Regions from separate parts of the Mus musculus genome. Here all the other regions are linked to region 1. A link is a contact called in public Hi-C and Micro-C data. All regions are on one chromosome and are shown on one strand. The core of a region is the stretch at or near the end of the contact, and the rest is flanking DNA. Distances in the headings are between cores, read along the strand shown. Region 1 holds the start of Trio (triple functional domain (PTPRF interacting)). Region 2 has its middle 44 kb from the start of Otulinl. Region 3 holds the start of Otulinl (OTU deubiquitinase with linear linkage specificity like).

Region 1 (2,700 bases), core at 108-2,607:
GCCGGGCTCGCGCGGGATCTGGGCCGGGCCGGGCTTGGAGGAGGCGCCGTTACCGGGGTCCCCGGGACGCCCCGTCACGCCCCCTGCGCAGCACACCAGCGCCCCTCCCGCCCGCCGGGCTCCGGGCTAGCCTCCTCCTCGGCCACCTCCGGCTCGCCAGAGCGGACCCTAAACTGCCCCTCACTGCCTCCAGGTCCACGCCACCCACGCAGTGCCCGCCAGCCCTGGTCCCACGCCTCTCCCAAGGGCCACCACGGTCCCAGATGTCCTTCCCGGGCCTCCCCCAGAAACAATGGCTCGACCCGACCGCCGCCTCAGCTCGGCCACCGTCCTCGGTTCCTGGGCTGAGGTGCGATGGCTGCCCCGTTTCACAGAACCGTACACCAAGGCTGGATGACAGGCTAGAGCCCCGAGTCGGGACACTCGCTGATAATGGGGTTGGTGGTCCAGCTACCAGCGGCCCAAAAGCTATTACAGGGCAGAGCTGCTGTCCCCGGTCCCGGTGAGCTCGTCCTCCGGGACACCGGCCTCCGCCCACGCCGTCCCCGCCGCCGCCTCCTCGGCCCTCCAGCAAGAGACAAAGAGCCGGCGCCCCTACCCGCGGGGCCGTGGCCGCTGAAACGGGAGGCCGAGGGGTGTCTAGCCTGGCACGAGGGGCGAGCGCCGGGAAAGCGAGTGAAGGCGCCCGGGACGAGCCGCAGCACAAGGGCGGCGTGGGTAACCTGACACGCCGGCGTGGATCGCAGAGCCCCGATGCGGCGACAGGGACGAGAGCGCGCAGGGCTATACCGGGCCGGAGATCCGGGCGCGCCGGGCCGGCCGAGCGCGCGGGGCAACCGCGGTACTCACCGGATCGGAAGAAGGCCGCGATGTCGGCTAGGTCCTTGGCGGCCTCCTCGGCGCCCTCGCCGGCGCCGCCCCCGCAGCCGGAGCCCGCCGCGCTGGCCGCTGCCGCGGGGCCGGAGGACGCGGCCGGGGCGGTGGCACCGCCGCTGCTGCCGCTCATGGCTTCGGCGGCGGACGAGCCCGCCTCGGGCCCCGCGCCCCTAGCTCCGCGCACCCAGCCGCCTGCGCCTGGCCTGGCGGCGCCGAGCACCCAGCTGCCCGCGCCCGGCGCGCGGACGCACAGCCCCGGGGCGGCGGGCGGCGGCGGCTCGGCCCGAGGAGCGCGCCCACATAGACGAGGACACCGCCCGGGAGCCGCGAGCCTGGCGCGGAGCGGGCGCGCGGAGCCACGGCCTCGGCGTGGCCGGCCGGGGCACGGGCAGCGGCGCGGACACGCGAGGGCGGGGGCCGGGGCTGCGAAGCTCCGCGATCACGAACGCCGGCGGCAGCAGCGAGCCTCCATCTTGCTTTCCGACGGGGAAGGAAGGAGGGGGAGGGAGAAATCACGGCCGAGGGAGCCCGGGTGAAAGGAAAGGGAGAGCAGGGAAAGGAGAGGAAGGAAAAAGAGGGGCTTCGGGAATTTCCGGAGAGCTTCGTTAGCGGCCGGAGCGTGGGCTCGGCTGGTGGGCGGGGCCTTTTGTGGGCGGGTCCTGGAGGGGCGGAGCCGCGCCTGGGAGCCCGGAGGGCGAAATGGAGTGGCTGAGAGAGAACGTGGAGCGGGCCAGGTCTCCTCCTCCAGGGCTGCTCCAAACCTGGGAGGAGCAGGAACAAGTGTGACCGAGCCACACTGGCCTTCCAGGACGGGCACTGCGCCCCCTGCCAGGACTCTCGCGCCTGCACTGCAAGCGGTCCTAGCGCTGGAGCGTTTTCATTATTATTTATGTCACCCGCGGGGCCGAGCGACCAGGATATGGAGCTGGTGTGGCCTTCGCAGGCACAGCGCTGTCACTGGCATGTAGAAGGGGCGGGATAATTGTTGAATGAGCAGAGAGGCAGTGAAAACAGATTATCTGCTCTAGTCTACCGTCTCCTTGTATGTAAAAAGCAGGCGCGAGAGAGGGGGTGCTTGCGGGGAATCCCCATCTCCCAAGTGTGCTGGGTCCTCAGGCTACCCAGATGTAGTGGGAAGATGATGGAGGCAGGGGAGACCAGAGGAAAGGGACTTTTAAAGAAAATGTACGTTAAATCAGATGTGTGGAATATCAAATTCTGCTTTATGTCACGGCTGCAAGATGAGTGCAGTGAAGGAATGGGCGCCGGGTAATTGAGAATCACATGCAGGAGAAAACAGATCAACAAATTCCATCAAACTACACCCCGCACCTATGTTTAACGGGAGAACGATGATTAAGTGACCACCAGATCTTTTCCCCTTGGCAGTCTCAGACAAGCAAGGGAAAAGGGCTAGAAGGCTTGGTTTCGGTCAGGATGAAGTTTGAAGACACCCATAGGAATTTGTGTTCACCTTGCAATAGGTGTGTGTAAAGATCTACAGCTGTGTGCTTATATTTTGGACCGCATGATAGTACATATGCCTGTATTTTCTTGCTCTGTCAATTAATTGGCCCTGGAAACACCTAGCGTTTTGATGACTGTCTCTCTGCCTCTCATGTGTGCCTGCACGCACTATCGACATTTGTGTTTTGGGTCTGTGTTTATATGAATACAAGAGGTAGGTACCCAGTGTCTAACTCAGTCATCCACTTCTCACCTTAGTTTTTTTGGAGCAGAGTCTCTCACTGAATCTGGAGTTCCTTGGTTAGTTAGACAGTTGACTAGCAATACATAAAGATCCTCCCATCTCTGCCTCCCTAG
Region 2 (2,700 bases), core at 50-2,549, 300 kb before region 1:
CTGTGAAAGCACGGATTTTGTGATAGCTTGTATCACTGTCGCACAGAATGGGATACAGTAACTGAGGTGGCTCAAGGGAAACTTGTGGGAAGAGGAGGTGCCTCAGAGAAACCAGGTCAGGCCACAGTTCAGGCAAGTGAGGGTGGGGTCTGCTCACCGCTCCTTTATGCCTCCTGTTTGTCTGCTCAGCCATAAAAACTGAAACAGGAAATCGAGGTCCTCTGACTTCCTGTCTTCTTTGGTGAGCTCTGGCGAAAATCCATTGTGTAGGAGGGTCTTGTACTACAAGATGGTTTCCGTGTTTGAAAAAAACAAAAACCAAAAAACCCCTAGATGCTTTGTATCTTTTCTCTCTTGGTGTAAACAATGAAAAGTCAGGATGGAAATGGGCCCCGTGCATCCTAAGCAGTTCCCCAGCTATCAGCCCAGTGTGTCTCCCGCCCTGCTTCCTACCAGGCATTCTGACACAGTCGTTGCTATTTGAGCTCCTTAACAGGAATAAGTGGAGTCATAAAGAACCGGTGGGTAGACCCCACCGGAGGAAGAGGCTCTCAGCTTTCAATAGCAGTGCAAAGTGTGTTTCCTCTAATGCTGGTGCTGACATCAGCTTGCTATACTCTGTTCTTTTCCTTGAACATTCACAAGAGCCTTTGAATGCCAAACCTGTATCTTGCACTAGGAGGTAGATGAGAGGAGCTTGACAGACCTGAACAGAAGCCCTGAGCTGAGCTGCCAGCAGAGGAGCGACAGACAGAGCAAAAGATAACACTGTAACGCTCCTGAATGGTGAAGAAGAAATGGTATCAGGAGAGATAGCTGAGGAAGCAAATCCTGTCAGATCCAGTCTCCCAAGAGTCCCGCCCTCTATAGCAAACCACAGACCCAATGGTGTGATGCCTGCTTCCTCTCTGGAGGTTCTGCTTCTCTTCAAGGCCCAGCTCAACTGTTGTCTCAGACCTCTGTGAGACAGTCCTTTGTACTGTCTGTTTTAGCAATCATTTAAGTCCGTTGTCTTCTTCTCCCTCCTTCCAGATCCTTTTCAAGATCAGAGGCAACGAGTCCCCATGCATGTGTCCTCACTGTGTACTGTGTGCAGTAATCATGGTGCTCACTGGCCTGTCTAGTCTCTCATTTCCTGTCTGTCATCATTATGCTCTGGGTATTATGAGCAAGTGTTAATGGCTAAGTAGGATTTCTATATGAAATAAGTCTCCAGAAGTTACCAGATAGCAGATGATTGCAGAGCTTAACTTCTGACACTCACCACTGTAGTGCCTACTGTGAAAAGAAAACCAAGCAGGTCACGTGTCTTAGGAAGTAGATGTCATATAACCCTAAAGCTATGAAGCTTCAAGAGCGAGTCTGATCCTAGACTTCAGCGTCTGGGAGGACAGAGTTCACATTCTCTTTCCTTCTCCTGTTGACTCCAACAAACAGCCCTGGGCTTTGTCTGTGAAGAGTGCAGGAAATCTCTGCAAAGTGAGGAGAAGATGCAGAGTACCCAGAGACCTCAGGTCTTCGAGATTTCTTTTTGTGGCATCTGCCCATACTTGGAGCTGAAGTAGCCAGCAGCCTGGAAGTGACAACTGGTGGAGACCAAAGGACCCCACAAAGCCTGCGCCTGCACTAAGGATGAGGCCCAACTGCTAAGGAGTTTTCAGGCAACGGCTGAGTGGCTACCCTTCTCTGGCAACACATCAAAGCAGAAAGTGCAGTTTCAACACAACAAGTAGACAAATGCAGAGCCACAACTTTACCCCTGCCCTGCCTGAATGAGGCACGAAATCCCTGATTGTGCTTGACGATGCCAAGTGGGGAGCCAGTACAAGCAGCCTATATTCTTTGCTTGACTCAAGAGGGACATTAGGAATGGGCAAAGCATCGCTCGTGCCGACATCACCAGCTCATTTTGGTGTGTCGCTAGCTCTTTGTGTTTCTAGGTTTAGGCAATGAGGTTAACCAGACTCTCTTGCTCAATTCAAAACAGAAATCACGATGAGAGAAGCAATAGCATCCAAATGAGGCTTTACTGGGTGTTGTACTCACGAAGGGGACTCCAAGGAAGAGTTACTTGGGCCCCCATAGGATGTGAAGGGCAGATCCTACACAGACAGGAAGTAGACGCTGGTACAGAGGTGGAGCTAGCTGTTGCAGAAGGCCCCGGGATTTCTGCACAGCTCTCTTCAATTTTTTGTTTTTAGCACTGAGTTTTGCAGTTGGCAGAGAGATGTAGTGTACTTGTGCCTTGGGTTCCTCTGTGCTTGGCTGGTAAGAGACAGCTCAGGTGCCAACCGAGGAAGTCCTTCATGGCTAAAGTGCAGACATACTGTACTTGCGACTGACTGCAAGGAAGCTGGGGAAGGGCTCAGAGACTCCTGAGCCTGGTAATTGGTAGAAACACTTCCTTGAAACCCGTTTGCTTTTGGTTGGGAACCCCGGTGGGAGAAGAATTGGACTTTCTTGCTGTGGCTCAGTACCACTCTGCCAGGCAGAGTGTCTGCTCTTACTGGTACCAGAGAAGACTGTGGGGGGAGCTTATAGTTTTGATTCCACCCACCCACAACAGCACATCCATCCTCTCTAATGACAGAGTAGCACCAGAGGAGGCTTGGTGCAGTTACCCTTTGCATCATCACTTGGCGGTCCTATAACAATCTTCACCCTCTATGGTACTAGGAGCCTAGTAAGAGTCTGCCCTTT
Region 3 (2,700 bases), core at 167-2,666, 340 kb before region 1:
GAAGAGGATCTCCTATGCTCCTAAGTCCTCCCTCAGCAGTTATATTCGAAAGGGAAACGTTTTCCACAATCTTATCCTTGAATCTCACTTTGTCCTGCAAACCTACAGCAGACCCCACAGACTGAAACAAACGAAAGGTCCCTCTCTCTCCTTGGGCTCAGCGCACTGACACGCCTTGGACTTCGTGCAGAGAAAGGAAACGTTCTTGGTGGTTTTGTTAAGCCAAAGTAGGCATTCTGCAGTCTCCCAAACCAGCTCTTTCCCAGTCATGTCCTTGCCTCTGTTTCCAACTTTCTTTTCTCTGCCAAACTAAAGGAAGAAAGAAACAAAATAAAAAATGTTCGACTGGATACGCCCACAGGAAATACTTGGCTAATTCTATAATAACCTGAGGTGCATAAAGGTTAAACAAATGAGTTAATTCTCTAAACTTCAGAGACTTGGGTAATTTAGTCACAGACTAGGCTGGGAGAGGCCTTCGGAATTAACTTGTCCAGCATGCATTTCACGAATGGTTGATGTCTTGAATAACTCCTACCCAGACACTCTAGGGTGGACTGACGTCCAGACCTCGTGTCCTGAACAGTGTTGCTTCCACTACACAACACAGTGCTGTGTCAGAAGCTCCTACTAGGACGGAGAGCAGCAATTAGGAACATTCCCGGTGTCCAACAACCCCATTTACACACTGAAAGCAAGAACACACACAGCTTAGATTCACTACTAGGCTCACATTCCTTGAGTGGTAGATGGTGAAACACAGGATCCAGCGTGTGGCCCAACAAAACCTAGAGAAACTGAACCACGGACACAGCTGTGGGACCGGAAGAAAGACATTTCATCTCTAAGGTCTTTGGAGAGGACAGACCACTGCTACCCAGTGGGGCAGGGGCCCGAAATGCAATAGCGATCTACTGTCACCCTGTCCCCTTGGTGAGCATTTTTTTCCCCCTAAAGTCAAGAGTGTTCTCTGCGGTTTACAACTCTGGTTGCTGAAAAGGTGTGGGCCACATCCTCTCAAGGCGCAAACCCCGGTAGCTTAGTTTACAACCAAGTTGCTCCCTCGAGGACACCGACCAGCTTGTCCACGCGCCCGGGTACTCCTGGATAGACCCGCCTCTCTCCGATGGCCGGGGACTCAGATGCAACCCACGCACAGCCACGCGCGCGAGGTGTAGCCGTCCCCGCGCCACAAGCACCCTTCGCTCTCCCTCGCCCACCCTCCGCCGCCACTACACCCTCCGGGAGACTGTGCTCATCCCGGCGCCCACCTGAGGTGGTCCGAGCGCGCTCCCGCTCCCGCGGCGCGCTCCTCGGCGCCTCCATGCGGGATGCGCGCCTCCACCCGCGCGCACCCTCCGCTACAGCCCGGCGCCCCGCTCGCTTCTCCGCAGCCGCAGTCCCGAGCTCAGCTACTGTGACAGCCGTCCGTGCTCCCGCCCTGAACGCAGACTGACGCCCGGTGCCGCCACTCAGAAGCTAGGGCGGAGTCTAGGGCGGAGCCTCCGCGCGAGGTAGGCGTGAAGGGCGCGGCGGCGTGGAAAGCTCAGAAGCTCAGCGATGGGAGCGCTGCGGAGGCCGCGGCTCTGCCCCTAGGGCTGCACCTCCACGCTCACCCTGGGCGTTCCACTGGTTCGGATCTAGAGTCCTCTCGGGAGCTCTGCACCAGAGCCAGAGAACTTGGGGAAGAGACTGATGGGCCGAGGGACCGAATGCCCCTCACCAGCTCAGGACAGCTTGGTGCCTCGATTCCCTGTTCACCACGGGACAAACCTGCTATGTCTGCGCCGGAGAGCTAGAGGCTGGGATCCAAAAGCAACTGCACCCGGGGCTTGTTCCACTACGTGGGGCAGGGCTTCCTCGTCTTTCTGCATGGGTCAGCACATTCGGCTAATGCGTGCTTGGAACTGTTTAGGGACGAACAAGAGCATTCTTGACAAAAAGTGGTTCCATAAAGTAATTTCTTAATTGTTAAAAAACAATACAAAAAGCTAACAGAAAAAGTAAATGGCCTAACAAGAAAAGGATACAAGATTTTTTTTGCTCCTGATTAACTAATTTGATGGACCCCTCCTTTTTTCCAGAAGAAGACAAGAGAGGGGGAGGGGAAGAGGGAGGGGGAGGAGAAGAGGGAAGGGGAGAGGGAGGGGGAGGAAGAAGAAGAAGAAGAAGAAGAAGAAGAAGAAGAAGAAGAAGAAGAAGAAGAAGAGAAGAGGAGGAGGAGGAGGAGGAGGAGGAGGAGAAGAAGAAGAAGAAGAAGAAGAAGAAGAAGAAGAAGAAGAGGAGGAGGAGGAGGAGGAGGAGGAGGAGGAGAAGAAGAAGAAGAAGAAAAAGAAGAAGAAGGAGAAGAAGAAGAGAAGAAGAAGAAGAAGAAGAAGAAGAAGAAGAAGAAGAAGAAGAAGAAGAAGAAGAAGAATCATCTCCATGAGTACTTCCTTTTTCTCCAGTGCAGACAGATTCCAAATACAAAAAGACTAGCATGCAAAATATCCTGGCAGCCTCCGGAAAAATAAGCGCCATAACTAAAGAAACATGTGGAAACAGCCTGGAATTTTGTGTGAGTTCAATAGCCTTAGGGCTATGTCAACAAGTCATTGAAACATTGCAAGTCTCTCTGGATCTCAGAACAAAGGATCAAAAGGATCGTACATCTTTAGTCTTGCCTCAGAAATCCCTGTCAGACCAAAAGCCTGAGTCAGC

Evidence for each region. Hi-C and Micro-C count contacts between places; a contact is called where the count stands out from the background.
Region 2: a Hi-C map of regulatory T cells shows a contact between it and region 1, with 4 times the contacts expected there. The contact joins the enhancer-like site here to the promoter of Trio in region 1. A contact is called at or near these places in 1 of 39 promoter capture datasets (pre-B cells), 2 of 484 Hi-C or Micro-C datasets (CD4 T cells and regulatory T cells) and 2 of 115 datasets of contacts at active chromatin or transcription factors (memory CD8 T cells and pancreatic cancer cells).
Region 3: a Micro-C map of embryonic stem cells shows a contact between it and region 1, with 2.2 times the contacts expected there. The contact joins the promoter of Otulinl here to the promoter of Trio in region 1. A contact is called at or near these places in 1 of 39 promoter capture datasets (pre-B cells), 4 of 484 Hi-C or Micro-C datasets (embryonic stem cells, neutrophils and uterus), 3 of 115 datasets of contacts at active chromatin or transcription factors (memory CD8 T cells, pancreatic cancer cells and stem cell-derived neural progenitor cells) and 3 of 9 other capture datasets (adipose tissue, liver and pancreatic islet).

The regions. Positions count from the first base shown.
Region 1 is chr15:28,024,491-28,027,190 of GRCm38.p6, forward strand. It overlaps Trio (triple functional domain (PTPRF interacting)), which reads right to left and starts at 1,358. Exons shown (of 57, transcript NM_001081302.1): 1 at 850-1,358. The coding sequence starts at 1,006.
Region 2 is chr15:27,724,317-27,727,016 of GRCm38.p6, forward strand. No RefSeq gene overlaps it. Among named protein-coding and RNA genes, the nearest start is that of Otulinl, 44 kb to the left of the region's middle. Within about 2 kb of position 1,300, at least 119 of the 459 cell types and tissues checked have an H3K27ac peak or open chromatin away from gene starts, as enhancers often do. A contact at or near this core is called in memory CD8 T cells and regulatory T cells, where this site is marked.
Region 3 is chr15:27,680,126-27,682,825 of GRCm38.p6, forward strand. It overlaps Otulinl (OTU deubiquitinase with linear linkage specificity like), which reads right to left and starts at 1,417. Exons shown (of 8, transcript NM_001242423.1): 1 at 1,272-1,417. The coding sequence starts at 1,326.